3 separate regions of the Cricetulus griseus genome follow, and all the other regions are linked to region 2. Evidence: chromatin contacts called from public Hi-C and Micro-C data. All regions are on one chromosome and are shown on one strand. Each heading gives the region's core, a stretch centred on a gene start, on an enhancer-like site or on the middle of the called end of the contact. The rest is flanking DNA. Distances are from core to core; before and after follow the strand shown.

Region 1 (2,700 bases), core at 99-2,598, 250 kb before region 2:
ACAGTGGGCATACCTCAGTAACCACGGCTGTGAGGAAGAAACAGATGTACAGTGTGGGGTTCTGAGGAGAGGAAGGAGGTTTCAAGATAGTTGTGTGGTCACCCGGTGCCTTCTTTCCGAAAAGTTGCTGTCGGCTCTGCCCAAGTCCCCAGCTCTTTCCTGAAGGTGACATTGGTCCCATGAGTCCTTCTTCAGGCAGGCATCTGTGGGAGCTGAAGTTGGTCCCCTGTGCTTCTCATTCCTTCATCTTCAGACATCATTGCGTATATGCAAGGACAGCTCTTCATATAGAAAATACCTTGCTGGTTTTGAGTGGTGATGGTGGCTCCTAAGACACTCTACTCCTGCCGTGTCCCAGCCACAGCTCGGGTGCTGCCAGTGTGAGCATCTGCAGGGGAGGGCTCCTGACAGTCCCCTTGCTGCAGGCCCTGCATAGCATCCGTGTCCCCGCTGACTGCACAGCGCTGTCTGTGGCTGGGGAGCAAAGACTCAGCCCAGGAATGGCCATCAGAAACAGATGATACGCTTCTCGTTTTCAAAGACCTTGGCCTCCTCCTGATTGATTAAGTTTCCATTGAGACTAGCGAAAAGGAGAAAAGGCACATTTTACACAAAGTGTTACAGAATATTGTCCATCCCTTCCCAAGAAGTGACCCCACACGCTGTGTGCCTCATAAGGTTAATACCAGTCTTCTCCAGCTGCCCTTGCTCTATTTACTGGACCTCACTGGGCCCACTAGCAGCTTCTATCAGCCCAAGTTTAGTGACATTTCCAGGTTTCACCTTCCTTCTGAGCCTTCATCGGCTTTTGCTCTCTTGACTTTGTCTTCCCAGAAGCACTGTGTCCTCTCTCATGGACTCTGGTTTTTCTCCTGTCTCTGGTTATGTTCTTGGCCTGCTCTCTCATGCTCTCATCTTTAGTACTGGCCTCCTCCGAGGCGGGGGACCAACTGGGCCCTTAGCTCCTGGCCTCTTTTCTCGCCTCAGTCAGGTGAGCTGGGCAAGCTTCCTCCTGACCTCTTTCTCTGGATGTCTTCATACACTTCACAGTTGCCACAGCAGCCCAGAGTTCCCAGCTCAGTTAAATAGTCCCTCCCTCCTTCCAGCTGTCAGGTCCCCAAGGCCTGCCTCCGTCTTGCTAGTTCTCTCATGAAGTTCTATGTTATTTCCTAAGCAGTGCCGGCATGGCACTCTGACCCTCTGTTGCCCTAATCCCACCAGAGTGCTCTGAGTGGCCGGGGCCTTCTTTGGGCACAGCAGGGTCTTACTGACTGTTCCAGCAGGGGTACTCTGGCCTGGCCACATCCGCTTTCTCTTCACACCCTTCACTAGATTTCTCCTGCTTTCAGTATAAAGGTTGAAGTACACCATCTGACTGCCAGACCTCTCCTGCCTAGGCTCTTCCCATCTCCTCCGCCCCCTCCTGCTCCTCTCCCACAACACCCGAGTCGATGGCACACCAACTTACTGTGGATTGTTTTGAGACAGAGTGTATTAGCTGCTTTTTCTGTTGTGTGACAAAGACAACTTAGGAAGGAAGGAAGGAAGGAAGGAAGGAAGGAAGGAAGGAAGGAAGGGTTTATTTTAACATGCAGTTTGTGGGCAAAAAGACATGGTGACCGGGCATGAGGCAACTTGTCACCTTGCATCTGCAGTCAGGAAGCAGTGAGACATGAGCACTGGCACTCTGCGCTCTCTCTCTCTCTCTCTCTCTCTCTCTCTCTCTCTCTCTCTCTCTCTCTGATTGTGTGTCTGTCTGTCTGTCTGTCTGTCTGTCTGTCTGTCTGTCCATCTGTCTGTCTACCTATTTGTCTATCCTTCAGCCTGAGGTCGCAGCCCATGGGATGGTGCCTCCCACACTTAGCATGTGCCTTCCACACTACTTAACTCAACCAAAACAGACATGCCCAGAGATTTCCCTCGCAGGTGATTGTAGGTCCTTTCAAACTGACAGCCAATATTAATCACCACACAAGGGCCCCTTTATATAGCCCAGGCTGGCCATGACGCTTCTGCCTCAGTTTCCCTGTAGATCAAGCTAGTCTCAAACATCAGGCCATAGTACCCCTTCTGGAATGCTGGGGTTAAATGCATATGCCATGATATCTGGCTATTTGTAGTTCTTGGTGGACACTCTTTCAAACTCTAAGCCTTCATGTGTGCCCTTCTCCAACACGTAGCACTTTCAGACCTACTCCAACTTTTCAATTCCCATCCTTCCTTGGTGGCTTAGTCTAAAGTCTCTTCTTCCTTAGGAAGCCTGCCCTGTGTCCAACCCATTCCTTGCCTTGCCTGATCCTGCAGCTTCCATGGTTACACTTGACTATTTCCCCCTCTGTGCTCCTCCCTGACCTCAGAGTGAGCCCATGAGGACAGTTCATGTGTGTTCACCATTGGATTCTTAGCAGCAGCCCAAGGCTGGCATTCCAGCTCATGTTATTCACTGATGATTGGAGACACAGCACCAGTGCCTGGGAATCTCAGGAGGTAGGCCTGCTCCTAAGGCACTAGTCAGAACTCCTCACAGAAAGCTTGGTCTTAGCACAACTGCCACATTATTCTCTGTTGGGGTGGGCTCTAATCTCAGTGACAGCCTTCTTCATAAATGTTTGGCTATGTGTAAGAGCCACACTCTATGTGATGGTCAACTCAAAAGGATCTAGAATTACCTAAGAGGCAACATTCTCAAACCAGCATTTA
Region 2 (2,700 bases), core at 11-2,510:
GACAGAGTGACAGGGTCTGGGATAAAGGTTGAGAAGGAATCCAGTGTGTTCTTAAGAGCCCTTCAGGTATACTAGAAAAGATAGCCATGTATCAGAAGACAAGGGCAGCACCAGGGTATCACCTTTAAGCCCCGCCCCTTCCCTTCTGCAGTCCCCTCTTACACCTGCTATGCCCCTGCCAAGCATCAGTGCCTGTACTCTGCCCAGCTTTCTCCAGGAGCATGTATCCTCCCTTCCTCTGTATTCTGAGGGAGCCCCTTGCCACACCTTCCTTAGCACAGAATGTCTAGTTAAGAAGGCCCCTTTTTCCCTTGGGGGGGGGCTGTGGTGTTGCTAAACAACCTCCAGGATCTCACAGAGCATACTCTCCTAGTACTGAGAAGTCTGAACTATTATACTTTATTCTTGCTGGTCTAATGGCTCTCCCTCTCCCTTCCCACAGTGCTAACCTTTAGTCTCCCCCACCTTAGATGTCGGGGGAAAATTCTGGACGCTTGTTTACATGTATGTTTGTGTGTATAAGAATTTTCATCAGATTTCCAGAGAATGCAATGTCCCAGAAATTCTAGAGAGCTCTCTGAAAGGCCTCTGCCAGAGGAGGAGGGTGGAGCAGCTTTGGTGCTCAGGCTCATTTTGTCACTTCTCCCAGAAGTGTCCTAGAAGCTCCACAAATCTGGGGGTACAAGTGAGGCATTCTACAAGTGAGGCAACTGAAGCTGACCATGGCTGCAAGCTCTCAAGGCATGGCTCCTCTGGACCCACACACATTGCCATCTGTGGGCTGCCAGGCTGGCCACCGCTGTAGCATCTGTATATACAGAATGAGCTCTTCACATTGGTACTGCTCCAGCCCCTCCCCCAGGGGACCTTAGCCACTCACCCGAAGAGAAGGTCTGGTAGAGGTTCTGCAGGCTAAACTTTATGATTTCCTTTTCTGCCACTGGGCCCGAGTCGAAGTTGTAGTAGGTGGCCAGGTAGTCTCGGGGGTCAAACTCTTGTTCATAGTCCTCACCTCCCTTGTATACTTTGCCCTCCATTCTGGTTAGCCCACTGCAGCTGTCTGTACTCCTCTTGCCTCTGCAGAGTGCCCATTCCCTCCCACCACACCTTTTATAGCCTCTTTTAATAGGCCTCCCTCTTCAGGGAGGAGCTAGGGTCCCGGTGGATGTTATCAGAGCGCTGGTGTCAGATTCCTGGCTCGATATGGTTTTTGTGATGAAGCATGAGAATGCTAGAGTCCTGTGTTATCATCGCCCCACCCGCTCCTGTCCTGGGACAGTCTCATCACTAGTTCCCCAGGGTGGTGTGGCTGGAGGCAGTATTGCAGGGAGAGGGAGAGGGAGAGAATTACACAGGGACCAAGAGAAAGTCAGAGCAGAGAGATCAAGGTCTGCTCAGGGATGCTTCTTCACTCTTGTGGTTGAGAGTAGAGGGTGGGGACTCAGGACCAGGTCCCCTGGCCAACACATTCAACACCCTGGGCTTCGTTTCTGCAACTGCAAACAAAACAAGAAGCAGAGCAGAAGTGCTCCTTGGGATGGGGATGTGGGACCTGAGATTGTCAAAATTTTTCCACTGCACTCAGTGAATTTGCATTTGCAAGCAGCTTGTCTTTAACTGAGTTAATGATTCCCTGGAGATTTTAATCTTGTTTTCTCACTTGGCTTAATGTTTTATTTTTTATTAGCTCAGGAGTAAACTTTGATAGCACCTCCCTAAATCACCAGGCCTGTGTTGGCCAAGCACTGTATTTGGACGAACAATTGAAAAAGTGCTGACATGCAGGAGAAGGTATCATCACGCTGCTTAGAGCTTCACACACCCAGGAACACGTGTGTGCACATGGGCACATTGCCCCTCCTGGCCCAAGATCACTAGCTTTCATGGGTCTGGTGTGATCTGGTCTGGTTGCTTTGAAAGATGATGCCCAGTCTGCTTTCTGTTGCTATAGTAAACACTATGACCAAAAGCAACTTGGGAAGGAAAGGATTTTTTTGACTTATACTTCCTGATCAGTCCATCTTCTATGAAAGTCGGGGACAGGAACTCAAGCAGGACCAGGGGGAGACCTTGAAGGAACACTGCTTACTGGCTTGCTCAGCCTGCTTTCTTATACAACCCAGGACTATTGGCCAAAAGGTGGCATGACCCACAGGGCCATGGGCCCTCCCATATCAATCATTAATCAAGAAAACCCCCACAGACCAGCATGATGGGGGCCATTCCTCACTTCCTAGGTGATTGGTTTGAGTTAGGTTGGCAGGGCTGCTACCACAAAGGGAAAGGGAAAGTTGATAAAGGATAGATACACTCTTACACCGTTGCAGGGATTCTGCAATGATCACAAGATGAAAAAAAAAAAAAAAGAAAGAAAGAAGAAAAGAAAAGAAAAAGCTTGCCCCATCTCTTTCTAAAAGTCATCTAAGGGTGAGAGCTTCTGGGCAGTAAAGTTCAGAGTGGGTTGCCAGAGGGCAAGCTTGGGTTGCAGGCAACATAGCACGGGCAAAGTTCATGACACTGATCACTTAATACGTGACAGAAGTCTGTTGTCATCTTCATAGTAACCTGCAAGGTGGATGCCCCCTCAACAACAAGGAAGGGGCCAGTGTGATGTCCAAGGTCACTCGGGCAGCAGCAGAGGCTCCAGATTCATGTTCAAGACTCTATGCCCAAAGCGGGAACATAGACCAATGACAAGCC
Region 3 (2,700 bases), core at 4-2,503, 140 kb before region 2:
TTGGACACCTGGGCAGGCCTCAGGGAAGGAGCAGTGGTTTAAACCAGTTTAAACCTTTTAAGTTCCTGAAAAAATACAAGGTTTGCCATGGTGCCCCAGGCATTATCTCTAGTAAAGCTAATAAAAATATGTGTGATCCCTAAAATTGGTGCTGAAAGCAACTTGAAAGCAAATGAAGAGTTTCCCCGAGTCTCACAAACCTCCTCTTCTTGCTCAGCTTCTGTCTTGGTGATAACCGGCAAACTAGTAACTGCTTTGTGCCTGGTTCCTCATCTTGAAAACCAGCATCAAATAGTTTTGGGAGTTGAGAACTTGTGGTCTCTCATTGCAAGGAGTTTGGTTATCTGAAAGGGGGCCTTGGGCCAGCTTCACTACCCTCTAGACTGTCCCTTGTGTAAAATATAAATAATCAATGACAAGTATAGCCCAAGGATAATGGTGGTTTTTCTTGACATGTGCCAAATTAGAAGGTAGCATCTCCTGATTGGGCCATAGGGAGAAGTACTTCATTTGGCTCGTCATCATCTGGCTTTCTGGCTGTGAGGCGCCCACAGTTTGGAGCATCCACCACCTCCCTATATAACACCCACTATATAACACTACCTATATAACACTCACTAAAGGTTTTTCCGCAAAAACTTTGAAGTGAGGGTTCCCCTGGCTTCCCCATGAGCTGGTTTGCTAAGTAAAGTTGCCTTTCCTTGCTTTCATAGCTCGTCTTTCAAGCTAACTGGCATTCCCTGAGAAGAACAGCAACCCCAGTTCCTATTAATAGTCTGAGGAACATGGAGCTTGAACATTATTTCTTCCTTCGTAGGCTTAGGCTGGTCTTGCACTCTCAAATCCTCTGGCCTCAGCTCCCCAAGTGCTGGGATTACCGCTCTGCACCACCATGCCCTGCTTGCTAATTAACTCCAGGTCCCTATCTGGTGTGACTTTCGATGCTCTTCTAAAGCAGCGAGATGGAGAACAAACAGAAGCGTGTGCGTTCCCGTGGGGCTCCTCGAGCGTCTGGGCCCACGATCTCAGATGCTCTGGCATCTAGGTCCGCACTCTCAGAAGCCCCGGCCTTCTTTCTGTGCGCCTGGTTACCTCGTCCTCCCCGCACGTCCCTCGGAGCCAGTGGGCGCCCTTCCGGGTTCTGTGCCGAATCTGCGGCTGCGGACGCGGAGGCTGCGCGCGCCGGCGGGGGAGCAGTGCGGCTGCGCGCGCCTGCGGCCTGCCTGCACTACTATTTCATCATGCACCGGGCGGGCCGCGCGCCGCTTCCGTAGCCGCCCGCGCACCGCCTGGGCGGCGAGCTCATGCCCTGTCTGCTGCCCGCGCTGCTCAGAGCCTCCCGCGCCGCGCTGCCGCTCCTGTCGCCACCCGGAGTCGCCGCCGCCGCCGCCGCCGCCGCCGCGTCCGCGTCTCAGCGGCTCCTCAGCGTTCCCGCGCAGCCCGCCGCCTCCCGGAGCAGCATGGACAGCGCCGAGGAGCTGCTCGCCCCACTGCGGCTAGCCGTGCGCCAGCAGGTACCGACCGGCCCGCGCCCGCGCCCCTCCGGACGGTCCTCCCCCGACCACGCGCGGCGCCCGCACCCGCGATCCGCGATCGGCGATCCGCGGGCCTCGTGCCATCCCCGCTGCTTACCCCGAATCCCGCCGCCCTCGCACCCCGGTGGCCTCGTTCCCGGCTCAGGGGCGAGTCGATGCTGCGCTTCTCTTTGGTCTTGGGGATGCTTTGGGAAGCGTCCCCTTCTTTTCACCCAACTCCCTTCCTTCCTTCGGTGTTAGTTAGCCTCAGGGCCGGCTCGCAAGACACGGTCGAAACGTGGCTGCTGTAGGGAGGTGTCGAACTCCCCACTCCCCAATACCGATGCGAATTCAGGGTCCCGCGCCCTTCCCAGCTTTTCTGGCTTCCGAGGAGGGTGTCTGGAGCCAGCGAGTTTTAGGATCAAGCTGGAAATTGTAAATGGAATGACTGAGCCACTCGGTGAAGTCATGCATCCTTGGGGTGGGACACCTGGAAATGTGATTTTGCGCAAGGGAAGAGGGGGTCTAGCATTAGGAGCTGGGGATTTATTGCACCCCCCCCTTTTTTTTTATTTTTCTGTAGCATTGAGTGGAGATCAGACTTGAGAGAGGGAAAGGAGAAAAGTATTTCAATGATACCCAGCGAGAGCCAGAGCTTTCAGTAGGGCCCTGGCATCCGTGACCTGCTAGCCGTAAACACCAGTCTGGTTCCTCCTGCGCTGGTGCCTGATGCAATCGTTTGTCTAGCTAAAGACGGAGGAATCCTGTTTCGGAAATAATCCATTGGAGTAGAGCTGCTACAGCTTCAGGAAATTCTGCCACTTTGCTCTAGTTTGAGCCTCAGTTAATAGGCTTTCATTTTGAATTTCACTGTGGGCTTTTTTTTTTTTTTTTAATTCTATGTTCTGTACATTCAGTCTCCCCACGTAAAATTAGGTGCGGTTCCTTTGTTTTTGCTATTACTTAAAATCTCTTTCTTTAGAAAGAATACATCTAATTTTGGGGGGAAAAAACCCCCACACTCCAAACCCCTCCCTCTGCCACGTTAGCCTGGAACTGCAGTACATAATATCCATCTGTAGTAAGGCTGGAACTGGTTAGCTTCTGGACGATTTGAGAGCTTTTGTGTGTAACATTTCTGCGCTTTGTTAAATTGTTTATGTTGGCTCTGTTGGTCTGTTTGTTT

The links. Hi-C and Micro-C count contacts between places; a contact is called where the count stands out from the background.
Region 1: a contact with region 2 is called in a Hi-C map of liver, with 5 times the contacts expected there. The contact joins the enhancer-like site here to the promoter of Inmt in region 2. A contact is called at or near these places in 3 of 8 Hi-C or Micro-C datasets (the CHO-K1 cell line, fibroblasts and liver).
Region 3: a Micro-C map of the CHO-K1 cell line shows a contact between it and region 2, with 4 times the contacts expected there. The contact joins the promoter of Gars1 here to the promoter of Inmt in region 2. A contact is called at or near these places in 2 of 8 Hi-C or Micro-C datasets (the CHL-YN cell line and the CHO-K1 cell line).

The regions. Positions count from the first base shown.
Region 1 is chr8:86,392,014-86,394,713 of CriGri-PICRH-1.0, reverse strand. Nod1 (nucleotide-binding oligomerization domain-containing protein 1) reads right to left here. Exons shown (of 13, transcript XM_027429675.2): 13 at 1-580. The coding sequence ends at 508. Among named protein-coding and RNA genes, the nearest start is that of Nod1, 51 kb to the right of the region's middle. Within about 2 kb of position 1,348, at least 1 of the 6 cell types and tissues checked has open chromatin away from gene starts, as enhancers often do.
Region 2 is chr8:86,141,976-86,144,675 of CriGri-PICRH-1.0, reverse strand. It overlaps Inmt (indolethylamine N-methyltransferase), which reads right to left and starts at 1,260. Exons shown (of 3, transcript XM_027429690.2): 1 at 881-1,260. The coding sequence starts at 1,037. All of the region lies in intron 2 of Mindy4 (probable ubiquitin carboxyl-terminal hydrolase MINDY-4), which reads left to right.
Region 3 is chr8:86,283,797-86,286,496 of CriGri-PICRH-1.0, reverse strand. It overlaps Gars1 (glycine--tRNA ligase), which reads left to right and starts at 1,253. Exons shown (of 17, transcript XM_027429682.2): 1 at 1,253-1,514. The coding sequence starts at 1,305. It overlaps LOC118239240 (a long non-coding RNA gene), which reads right to left and starts at 1,282. Exons shown (of 2, transcript XR_004770974.1): 1 at 1,093-1,282.